3 separate regions of the Mus musculus genome follow, and all the other regions are linked to region 1. A link is a contact called in public targeted proximity ligation data. All regions are on one chromosome and are shown on one strand. The core of a region is the stretch at or near the end of the contact, and the rest is flanking DNA. Distances in the headings are between cores, read along the strand shown. Region 1 has its middle 97 kb from the start of Tle4. Region 2 has its middle 84 kb from the start of Gm8630. Region 3 has its middle 48 kb from the start of Gm8630.

Region 1 (4,186 bases), core at 966-3,465:
TATTACCTCACTGTGACACTGACAGGCCAATAGTCCAAGCCACTCATTCCAAGAAAATTAGGGTAGCTGTTCATTTTAGAACAATGAACAGTGAGGTTCATGTGACCTAAACTCTCACTCTTTGGAACCATAGCTTTCTCTGAGGTCATTTTCACAGAAAAGTCCTTTTATAGATGTGGGTTTTGGAGTGTTTCATGAGTTGGTAAGTGTGTTTGAATATTTTGACCCCTCATAGACTCATGTGTTTGAATGCTTGGCTTGTAAAAAATGGCACTATTAAGAGGTATGGCCTTGTTGGAATGGGTGAGGCCTTGCTGTAGGAAGTATGTCACTGTGAAGGCAGGATTTGAGGTCTCCTATGCTCAAGGGAGGAAGAGAGCCTCCTCCTCCTGGCTGCCTCCAGATCAAGATGCAGAACTCTCAGATCCTCTTCCAGCACCATGTCTGCCTGGACACTGCCAAACTTCTCACCATGATAATAATGGACTGAACCTCTGAAACTGTAAGCCAGTCCCAATTAAGTGTTTTCCTTTCTTTTAAAAAAGAAATATGGGTTCTGTATTAAACAACAAACAACTTCAGCTTGTTTAATGGTGACTTAAGACTGCACTCTGTAAGTACACCATTCTTTATCAATGTTCTTGCATCTTCCTGGCAGAAGGCAGCCTCAACAATGGGGAAAGAACATGGCACAAGTGAATTGGATATAAAATGTTCTCTGATTCCTAATTCCCAGCATCCTATTTATATTCCTTTTCTTACATCCATTGGTAAACTCAAAAATATTTTTATAAAATGTGAGTACTCTGCTTTATGAATTAATTTGGTTGTTTTTAACTAAGCAGTCAATTCAAAGAAAAAATAATTCTACTCAAAATATATTCATGGTCAATTTATTTTACAGGAGAGATCAGGGCCTTATTTTTTTCTTGTATAAATAACACTGAACATAGATTATAAAAATCACAATCTTAACTAGGCATGATGGTGTACATCTTTAATCCAGAACTTTGGAGGCAGAAGCAGGAAGAGCTCTAGGAGTTCAAAACCAACCTGGTCTACATGATGAATTCCAGGACAGCTGTAGCTACAGTGAGACCTTGTCTCAAATAAACAAACAAATAAATAAACAAACAAATAAAATAATAGTCTTACAAAATTTTTCAGTTAAAAAATTTTTACTATATTCACCAAAAGAATTTGATGCAATCTCACCAAATTCTACTGCAGGATGCCCACAAGAACAACGCAGAAAAGAAATTGCCTTCCACATCATCTATCCAAAAAGACAGCACACCAAAAGGAAAGGCACTGGCTGGGGTTTGAGAGATAAAGTGGGAGACTTCTGAAATAGTTCGTCCATGAGATAAACAATAGATTATGCTGAAGAATGAATGAGCGCAAGTTCCAAAGAAATGCCTTGAAATGCAGCCTGCTCAAACCCTTAAGATTTCAAGTCAGGGGCCCTGGCGAGGTGACTGAATAAGCTGGCTGGTCTTCCATGGGACCTGGGTTTGATTCCCAGCACTGACAACGAGGCTTATAATGATCAGTAACTCCAGTTCCAGGGGACCAGTTGTGCTCCTCTTCTGGCCTCTGTAGGCACCACGCCCTCATGTCATGCATAACCATTCATCCAGGCAAAACATTCATATATGTAAAAATAAGAATAATATTTTAAAAGTGTTTGGGTTAGGATGGGATGAAGAAGGACAGTGATCTTAAATTGCAGAACACTGAAAGGACTCAACTGGCCGAAGTTTGTGCAGAGAACCAAAGATTTCCTAATGAAACAGTGAGTTGTAGAAGACTTTTGTCCTGAGACTCAGTGTGCAATTTGACATCTGGCCTGTTGTCTTAAGAGAACCAAAGAGGACAGTGGGCTGATATCAGGAGAATCCAGTATTGGCCTCTTTACTTTGAGGTCTGTCTTTTTCTATTTGTCTGTGCACTACAGATGATGCATAACAACCTGAAAATAGACTACAGAGAAGTGATTTTTGTGTAGGCAAATGCCGTGGTTTGAATAAGATATGCCTATCATAGGCTCACGTGTTGAATGTTTGGCTCCCACCTAATGATACTATCCTATGCAGTTCTAAGACTTTTGAGAGGCGGAGTCAGTGCAGGAAGCGAGTCACGGGGTACGCTTTGGATGTTCTACCTCGTCCCTGGGTGCAGCAAGGATGTGGGTTGATGGGGAGGGTGGATGAATGAAAAGCAGAAGCAAAGGTAGCATGAGGTAGCTAGTCGCTGTCATGTGTTCTTGACGTGTGTTGTACCACAGATCAGAATCAAAGGAGGCAAGGTCTGAGGCTGAAGACTTTGAAGGCATAAACTAATGCAAGTCTTTCACCCTGCCATGTACTTTGTCACGATACTGAAAAAACTTCCACAGACAGGATTGTTGTAACCTCTATCTACTTCTATCTGGGGCCACTGACAACCCATCGAGACCCTCCTAGTGGAGCATATAGCTGTGTCATAGGTCTAATTTTGTCCGTTTTCCCTGATATCAAATGCTCCTGAAAAATAGATTGACTATCTCAATTAATTGCTGGTTTATATGTATGAATTCATTTGTGTGCTGTAAAAGTGAATGATACAGTTTTGAGCTACCAAAGGAACTGAAGCCAAAGATGGCAACAACAGGAAGCCTTTAAGGGAAAAAAAGTTCTATTACTAGTGTCCCTGTATCCTATGCTCTATGTTAAATTTTCTTTTTAAAGCCAACTAACCCTGTGTTGAGCAGAAAGGGTTTGTATCAAAGGAACGGATGAATAAGTGGAAAGCCAAGGTAAATGAAGCCATAACTATAAACCCAGATGTGGAAATGTAGTCCCAGATTCTCTATTTCTTTTTCTTAACAAAAGTAAACCTCCGGGAGGAGAAGCATCTTATAAATTGTATTGTTTAAAAATTGCTGTATTCATTATGAGGAGCTTAATTATGGTCATCATTTACCAAAAGAAAAAAATCAAAGTCTTGTCAGAGAATTCATAATAATGAATGTTTCTCATTAAAAATTAATGAATGAGTGCCTTATATTGAAGGAAGTGTGTGAAATACCCTAATTTTCTTGTTTAAAAGAATTAATATTCATACATATTAGGTCCAAATTACCACCATTTAGGTGGCTACTTAGTGTTACAGATTACAGATCCGTTTATTACCATACAAGCAGACTATATTTGCTAGCATGCCTAGATTGTGCTATGATAAACAAATGTCGAGCTCTCCATGCCTTCTTTTTAGATGTAGAGTCATCCTCAGAGCAGCTCTTCCCCACCAGTGACTCAGCAAACAATGCTCCTTCCACCTAAGGCTTCTACCAGCTCAGCTCATGGGATTACCAGGACACAAGAAAGGCAGAAAACTGTGTATCAGCTTTCAAAAGTTTCAGCCTAAGTTGACACATACATAAGTACTTATAACCCAGGGCCAGATAGTCTGGCTGATGCAGGGAACCAGACGCAAACTGTGACTAATAAGTCATCTACAACAGAAATACTAAAATCAAAGAACAATATTGGGGTTTGGTTTGGTTTGGTTTGGTTTGGTTTGGTTTGGTTTTTGGTTTTTCGAGACAGGGTTTCTCTGTACAGCCCTGACTGTCCTGGAACTCACTTTGTAGACCAGGCTGGCCTCGAACTCAGAAGTCCGCCTGCCTCTGCCTCCCAAGTGCTGGGATTAAAGACGTGTGCCACCACTGCCCGGCAGAACAATATTGTTAAAACACATATTATTTACTTATTGTTGGGTACTACTAGGATTATTTACATAGTGTGTGAAGAGAGGTTGGAATCTTTCAAAATCCAGCCCCAATAATGCCATATTTTGAACTAATATAAAATTTTATCAATCCACAAATTAATAAATTGTCATTGTATCTACATGAGTATAAACAAACTATAAAAAAAATATAGTTTGAGAAGCATTGATCTACCAGTGCCAAAAATGTGTCTCTAGAGAATGCAGAGTTGTTTCCTTCGGTGTGGAATTATACACAGGCAAAGCTCCGCCTATCTTCAGGTAGATTATTAATCCACTAAAGTATGAGGAATGTTCTTTCTTGGCCAAAACTAAAATGGAAAGGAAGACTGTGGCTGAAGATGAAAGACCTTCCCTCCTAGAACCCGGTCTGAGAATGTTTTACTTTCTTCTTCATCTCTAAGCTAACTCTGTA
Region 2 (4,186 bases), core at 1,117-3,616, 340 kb after region 1:
AAAAAATGAAGATAGGTGGTATATTACTCAAAGACAAAATACTAAATTTCCGTGTATTTTAAAGGTAAGAAGTCTGGATTTTATCCAAATAGATGTCTTGGGATTTTGAAGGCAGCCAGTCCTATGACAGGACATAACTTATAGGAAGGTCAAGCTGGTCATGATACCACACAAGCATGGAAGAGGCAGCATTGGAGACAGGAAGACTGGCTGAGAGGCTGAAAGGATTCCAAGGGTAAAGTTGAAGAGCAGATATATTCAGCATCTATGTAGCAGATTTTATAGGGAGAAAGTATGGCCCATGGTAGAGAGTGACAGCCCAGGCTCCTTCATTAATGAGTGACCTGTGTTGATTATGTGAAGTGTGTTCCATTGAGCCACATGGGGACTGGATTGTAAAAGCCACATACAGAAGCAGTGCTGTAGTTCAAGAAGGAAATGTGAAAATACACTTTAGGTCTTTTAAATGTATATTTAGCAGTGAATTAGACAACTGAAGGAGATTCTTTATGAAGAGTGTGAGCTTGAAGGTGCACAAAGACACAAGAAGAAGAGAAGAGAAGAGAAGAGAAGAGAAGAGAAGAGAAGAGAAGAGAAGAGAAGAGAAGAGAAGACGGGAATATGGCTGCTGGGACAAGACCCAGGGAATATGGCTGCTGGGACAAGATCCAGTCTCTGACAACTAGAGGGCCAGGGTAGAAAAGCCCCCAAGAATGGTGAAGTTCGCTGAAATGCAGCACATGTTCTCAGCAGCTCCTCAGCTGCGATTTTCCTGGAGTACTCACTGCCTCTGACACACGCCCATCCTTATCACAGTGACTTAGCAACACCCACACAGTCCCAGGATCTCATTCTGGGCACCTGATGACGCAAGAGGCAATATTTTGCACTACAGCTACCCAAAGTAGGATTCTTATCCTCAACATGTCTTTGAGTCAGCCTTCTCTCTGTTGAGAAGGATGTCTTCTACCTGGTAGAATGTTTAACTGCATCCCTGATTTATCAATTGGGTTTAATTAACACCCTCAGTGTTAATATCTGGAACAGAACATACAACTAGGAAGCGCTCCTTTTAGTTCTTATGGAAGGAATAGAAATGTAAGCAGAAGATTATTACATGGGTCAAGGTACTTGGCTGCAGATGAGAGAATCCATTCTTAGTGCGTAACCAGAAGAAATATTGATACATATTTCTAGAAAGGAGTAGTAGGTAGCTTCAGAACTCTGGCACATTGACAGTCAGAAAGACACCCAAGCCATCCACAGGGTCACTCTGCAGATGGCAGCATATTAGAATCCCTGCTCCTACCACAACTTAACATAGAGTGTGTCTCAGGTTTAGGTGTCAGAAGTCACCCAAGATACTTTCCCGTGCACCTGCACCCACAGGAGCCACATGGTTTTCCACTGCTGCCCACACAGGAGCCACATGGCTTTCCACTGCTGCCCACTCACTCAATGTCCAATTTTCCATGGGTGTGTCTAGCGTGCAGACCCGAGGTGTTGCTGTTGGTTTTGGTTTTAGTGTAATGGAGAGGCAGCAGTGGCTTTGAAGGTGAGATGATGCAGTTTTATTTGGCTTTAAAAATACCTCATCACTGCCCAAGTTATAACTGCAGAATTCATTTTCAATTTCAAATTCATAAATACATCTCCAGTTCCCTTCATGCTAGCCAACTACTGCTACTATTGGCTTTTACATATCTTCATCCAAATATTCCCCGCAGTCCTACACATTGACTTAGCCAGTTGAGCTCAGTCCTGCTGGGTGTTTGGTTAGCTCACATTCACACCCTACAGCCCCATCCCCTTCCCCTCACTTGTGTTAGCTTTTGGGTTTTCTCTGAATATGCAGAGTCCAGACACTTGTCTCATCCAAACTCATTCTCTTTCTGGCTTCTTGAATACAGAAAGAAGGAACTGAAATATATTAAAATCCTATGCTGTGTCAGATACAGTGGCAAGGACTTTGCATATCTAATCTTGTCCCTAAGAACTGGGTACTGTGAGGAGAAGAACTTTAAAAGCAGATGACTCAAAAAGTAAAAGAAACTATTGAAAAAGAGATCAAATAGCACATGACAAAATGAAAGCCTTGGGGCATCAAATGACATCAGCACAAAGAAGAAAAAGAATCTTGAGGCAGGGAGAAAACACTTATAAATCACATATCTGATAGGGTCTAATAAGACAGCTATACGACTCTTATTACACAGGATAAAGGCAAAACCCAATTGTAAAATGCTGAAGGATGTAGATTCATGTTTCTCTACGGCAATACATGTGAGCTCAAGAAAGATACTGAACATCATTAGTCCTGATCAAAGCCACAGCGAGATACCATTTCACACTTACTGGGGTTTCCTGTGATACAAGCTGAAAAGTAAACAGGAAACTGAGTGGTGGTGAGGGTTTGGAGCAACCGGTGCTCACTCAGATGGCACATAGAGACATGAATTTACTGCCACCATTGTGGAAAGCACTTTTGAGAAATGATATTCCCCATAGACATTAAACAGACCTATTGTGATGTGTTGTTATATCCGAATGGCCTTTCTAAGGTAACATAAAGAGGAAAGTTTTCTTTGCCCAGAGCTTTGGATATTTCAGGCCAGGTTTGGTTTGACCCATTGTTTTCCAGCCAATGGCAAGGGGATGTGTGGGGAAAAAGAAGGAAAGAGACTGGGTGGGTCCCTCAGTCCTATTTGAGGACATGCCCCCAGTGACCCAAGGGCTCTTACCAGCCCCTGCTCTTCAACATCCCACACTTTCTCCTGTAGCATCACAGGCTAGGCTTCAAATCTATAATGCCGAGACCTTTGAAGGGCTCTTCAGATCTAAAAATGCAGCACTATATAACCCAGAAATGTCACTCTAGACAATATACTCAGGAAACATAAAAATGTCAGTCTATTTAAAGCTTGATCATGCAAATTCATAACTGATTATAATCACAAAAAGATGAAATGGATTCAGGTGTCTGTCAACAAATGATTAGATAACTAAGATGTGGGATAACTATACAATGGGATATTATTTAGCCACTCAGAGGGATGGGGTATTTGACCATCTACAAGATGGGAAAATGACGGAGATACATTGCATGTGAGGAACCAAACACAAAGGTGACAGACTCATAGGATTCATCATAAGAATTGTTCCAAGTGAGGAAATTCACAGAAACAGAGCTTATGCTAGAGAGAAGGGTGAATTGAATGACTGTATTTTTGGAGGACTGGGGATGTTTAAGTCAGGTAACAGTGGAGATAGCAGTCTTTGGAAACTGCCAGAAAACTCTGCACTGTGTGTTTAAAGCAATGAGCTTTAGGGTTTGTGACTTAACTCACTGTCTTTCTCAATATTTAGAGAGAGAGAGCGAGAAATTCTCAGCTACTAGACCACCAGAAACACATCTCAACTAAAGATAGCTTTAAATCTGACCCCAGAACCTCTCTTACTACACATGTGACCACAGGCAAAATATTTGCCTTCTTTGACACTGTTTCTCTGTAGGATGAGAGATTTGTCTTCAGAGTTAAGCCAGAGACCATGCCAAGGACACCTATGATTGTCTCTGCCTACAACGAGTATTAATTCATTACAGCTACTAGATTTCTCAGCAATAACATGAGGGGTAAACATATCCTTATTCTGTAGACAGAGAAACTGAGTTCATCCAGTTTAAATGTAGGTCTGTGATTATTCAGTTGGGATTCAGACCATAGCAGTCTGATCTTAAATATTCACTGCTTAGCATATACTGTTCTCCTGTGTACTCTCTGTGCTGTTCCCCGCCTCTCTCCCCAACACCTCATCTACTGAGCCCTTCAGCCATCAGAGACCACAAAAGATGTCTTAAGATGTATACAACTTCCCAGTGTTGATGCAGGATCCCCATGTTGCTGTCCCCAAAGTTGGACTTTGGTGGGTACAGAAGCAAGCTTTTCCTCCTAACAGGAATATCAAAATGTTTCTACTTTGCTCAGAACAAGTTTTATTTGTTTACTTTGTTTTCATTTGGATTTATATGCCTCTAGGCTACACCTCTCCTTTCTATTTTGGATTATAAACCACTTATACACAAATGCTTCTTTAAGCCGTCATGCAGCTCACATAATCCATCAAACAGGGACTGATTAAATACCTTATGCCACATTTATACAAAGGAATATTGTGCAACTGGAAG
Region 3 (4,186 bases), core at 1,082-3,581, 310 kb after region 1:
TTTAGTGCAGAGGATTTCTGCATCACTAGATTTGTTTGCACAGGGTTTGTTTCTGTTGGATGGGTGCACTTCTGAGAGGCTGTCAAACAGCCCATTCAAATATTTTCAGTGTGGAAAAACAGGCTTCCGGTTTCTAGCTCTTCAAATAATAAGCTCTTTAAATAATTTCAAATTAGAAATTTATGGTAGTGGTGTGTGTGTGTGTGTGTGTGTGTGTGTGTGTGTGTGTTTGTGTGTGGTGTAGTTGTGCTGGAGTGGTTATTGGAGAAATAGTCAAATAAATAGTTCCTAGTGTTTTGATTGGTATGGAAGCAGGACTTGTTGGAATTGCAGAGCTACTGAAAGTATTTTAACTGTGCACATTCTGGGACTCTCCCACTCACTTTAGACATCCAGTGGGGTTGGCTCAAGTGGGCACAGATGCGCTAGCTCTAGGCATGGGGAATTATAAGCTGGAGTATTTAGGTGTATTTATAAAATATAGAATATTTCCAATGCCTCTTTACTTACACTGTTTTTTTCCCCCTTTTTCTTAGCATGATGGTTCTCAACCTCCCTAATGCTATTAAACAGTTCCTCATATTGTGGTGACCTGCAACCATAAAATCATTTTCATTCCTATTTCGTAACTGTAATTTTACTACTCCAAAAATCATAATGTAAAATATGACATTCATGAATCTGATATGTAACTCCCATGTTAGGTCATTTGACCTCCCCAAGTTGTTGCGACCCACAGGTTAAGAACCACTGCCTTAGCGTGCCTTGATCTAGCTGACAGAGGCTTGGAGAAGTTGTCTGAAGTCTTGCTTATCCTGATTAAGAAATCATCAGTTCCATAGAGAACATTTGAGAGTAGACTTGGTTATTGGTAAACAGATGCTTGCCCCAAACTACTGCAGGATAGCTAAAGGAAGAATTCTGTTCCTGGCTGTTCTGAGGACAGTTTCTCAGTCTTGATACTCTTGAGCCTCCTAATGGATAACTGTTTGTTGTTGCGCAGGTCCTGTGCACTGTAGGAACTTAGCAAACTTTCTGATCTCTAGCTATTGCGTATGAATAACACCTCCTCAGTTATGACAATCAGTATGTTTCCAACATGTCTCAAATTGCCAATCCTCTCCTTAGGACCACTGTTTTCAGTTGAGAAACTAAAGGGGACATCAAGATCCTAAAGAAGCCAATCATATGCACACATACATCTTTCTGACTTCTTTAGTTTTAACATCAAAATACCAGCTTAAAAAGAGTGGAAGATTTATCTCCCTGTATGCTATAATTCAAATTCCTGTGCCTGAGGAGTACTGGTTCAGAGTAATTTGGTAATCAGAGCACTGATAGGGAGAGAGATCACTCTTACTTGCTGAGGGACTTTGCGCTGTGTCAAGTCACTTACATGTGGTATTTCTTTTGATCTTTAACAAAAGGAGGAATTAACTACCTTATCATCCAATGTTCTTGTAGGTGAACACAGTGCACCTGAAAACACGGAAAATGTTTTTATCTGAGAGTTTTTGCCCTGGTTTAGTGGCAGAACTCAAATTTACATCCAGGTAGCCCCACCTGGAGCCCGTGTGGGGAATTACTTGCACACAGTAGGCTGGACCACAAGGGAAAGAAGGCCCGCTCTGAGAGATGAGCTGCTGCCACAGCTGCCACTCAACATCCTAGCATTTCTACATAACTCAAGCCCCTGTGAGTCATATCCTATAATCGTTTTTTCTTTTCTTTTCTTTCTTTTTTTTTTTATGAGAACACAGTGGCAAATAGCTAATTTAAAATCATCCCTGTCAAAAGAAGATAAGAAAATTACATGTGGGTTTGATTTAAAAAAAAATTAAACATTTTATAGCTCTTCTAAAACACTTGTTAAATTTTATCAAACTGTGACCTTATAAACTTGGACCCCTGATGCATGGATGAGCTGTGTGCTCAGTAGCAATGCAAAGTTGCATTTGCCATTCACTCTGTGTTAATTAACAGTGGTTAGACTCTGCTATTGACATCCATGATCTCTAACATGTCTAACATATGTTGATAGGGAAGAACAGCTGACTTCTGTGTCATAGGGTTCTCTGCCAGGGAAAGTTTAAAAAAATTGGGATTGGTCAATAGTAAAAAAGAATGGGAAAAAAAAAAAAACCAGGAAGAAAAACAGAGTCTGCAATGAATCCACAGTCTGGAAAACGAATGATCAAGTTCTGCATCATCTGTATTTTCTTAGTGCAAGTCCCAAGTGTCTCTGCCTCCTTCCTTTCTTGTGTACCCTCTCTATTATGACTCCCGTTACTGAATCTGTTCCACTGCCACTCCCCAAAATGATAGTGAAAGTAACACATGAGAGCTCTCTCTTTAGTGTTTCCCTTCTAAGTCTGTGTACTGGGCTTCCTCATTCATACTGGGTCGGTACTCAGGAGTGACGCAGCTTTAGGGGCAGCCTTGGGAAAACTGAGCTGGAAAGATGTGGAAACGAATTCTATCCATCTGGAAATGGCCAAGCTTTCCTTAAAGGAAGGAGGACAGGAAGGGCCGAAGCTTGCTATTGGCAGATTTCACTGATTCCTTTTATAGGAATCTTTGTCATGGGAGAATCTCAAACACATCCACAGTGGCTAGAATAGTAAATGAACTCTTGTGTGCTTGGCACCCAATCCCAAGACTAATGAAGCTATGGCCAATCTTGTCTTATACAATATTTGCTACTTGTGAGAGTAAAGTTGTTACTCTCTGTGGTGTTGGCCACTCTCACAAAGCTACACTCATCTCAAGGTGTTTCGAATCGCTCACTAGATCCTGGCAGTCCTTGGTTCCTCTTAAAGAATTAGCAGAGAGTGCCTTTAGATCTCTTTCCTGGGGACAGCTCTGTACACTATGTCACTTCATGACAGCTTGCTTCTTCAAAGTGTCCTAGGAAAGAAAACAAAAGAGAACACCATATTGTGGAAAAGGCAATACCCTATATCCTTGTTATATTCTAATTCCTAGAAAAAGATCGCTTCTTTTTGCCTACACCCTAGCAAAAGTGAAGGCACACCAGGAGGCAGAGTCATCTGGGGCCTTTCTAGAAGCCAAACCTGGTAACTATCTCTCTATTCAATTCTTCTTTCCAACAGTCTTTTGAAGCAAATCTCACATTTCACACCATGTCTTCTGTTAAGCTCTGTAGCATGCTTCCCCGGAAGACAGCCACACTTCGGCAGATTCAGCCCCGCAGTGCCATTAGCACACCTGAAATGTCAGGACCCAAATATGTTTAAATTTTTAATCAGTATCCAAATTTTAAGTTGCCTCATGGATATCTCAATGCATTAAGATTGACTGACACCTTTCAAAAATGTCTTTGAAGTCACTTTTAATCAACGGTTTCTCTCGTCTCTTTAAAATTCATTTGAAGTGAAGGAAGTGGTTTGTTGACCCAGTTTCCCAGAGTCTGCAGTTTGCTGATTGGATCCTTTGGCATTAACTTACCATACCCTTTACATTTCTCATAAGTTGACCTCATGTGCATATCATCTCTAGGTCATAAGACACCATAGCTTTGTGTGTCTTCCTCTTTTATTGTTAGAAATATTATTATTATTATTAATTGTGTTTCTGTGTAATTATGTGCACATGAGTGGAGGTAGCCATAGAATATGAAGAAAGGGTTGGATAATTTGCAACTGGAGTTACTGGTGATTGTGAGCCACCTGGTGTGGGTACTTGGAACCAAACTCAGGTCCTTTGAAAGAGCAGTATATGCTCTAAACTGCTGAGCCATATCTCTAGCCCCTATTTTATCTATCTATCTATCTATCTATCTATCTATCTATCTATCTATCTATCTATCTATCTATCTATCTACTATCTATCTATCTATCTATCATCAGTCTGTCTATTTAGTAGATATGTTCTGTCACTCAATATAGAGCTCATCAATTTGGCTATGCTGGCTGGCCAATAAGCTTCAGGGATCTACTTTCCCCACCCCACCCCCAACTCCATACCTCAGGCTGGGATTACAAGTGCTTGCAGCTGTGTCTGGCATCGACACGGGCCTTGGGACTAAAAACTCAATTCTTCGTGCTTGTGCAGCAGGCATGTTAGCAAGCGAATGATGTTCTTAACCTAACTCCCCATGCCCCTTCCCCTTTTCCTGGCAGTGTCTCACACTAGAGATCAGGCCAACTCTAGATCCTCTTCCTGT

Evidence for each region.
Region 2: a contact with region 1 is called in a targeted proximity ligation map of memory CD8 T cells, with 80 read pairs. A contact is called at or near these places in 2 of 484 Hi-C or Micro-C datasets (both in CD4 T cells) and 2 of 130 datasets of targeted methods (CD8 T cells and memory CD8 T cells).
Region 3: a targeted proximity ligation map of memory CD8 T cells shows a contact between it and region 1, with 87 read pairs. A contact is called at or near these places in 28 of 484 Hi-C or Micro-C datasets (the AML12 cell line, the Ba/F3 cell line, CD4 T cells and 14 more), 7 of 130 datasets of targeted methods (CD8 T cells, the NIH/3T3 cell line, epiblast stem cells and 4 more) and 1 of 9 other capture datasets (embryonic stem cells).

What each region holds. Positions count from the first base shown.
Region 1 is chr19:14,693,575-14,697,760 of GRCm38.p6, reverse strand. No RefSeq gene overlaps it. Among named protein-coding and RNA genes, the nearest start is that of Tle4, 97 kb to the right of the region's middle.
Region 2 is chr19:14,349,986-14,354,171 of GRCm38.p6, reverse strand. No RefSeq gene overlaps it. Among named protein-coding and RNA genes, the nearest start is that of Gm8630, 84 kb to the left of the region's middle.
Region 3 is chr19:14,386,141-14,390,326 of GRCm38.p6, reverse strand. No RefSeq gene overlaps it. Among named protein-coding and RNA genes, the nearest start is that of Gm8630, 48 kb to the left of the region's middle.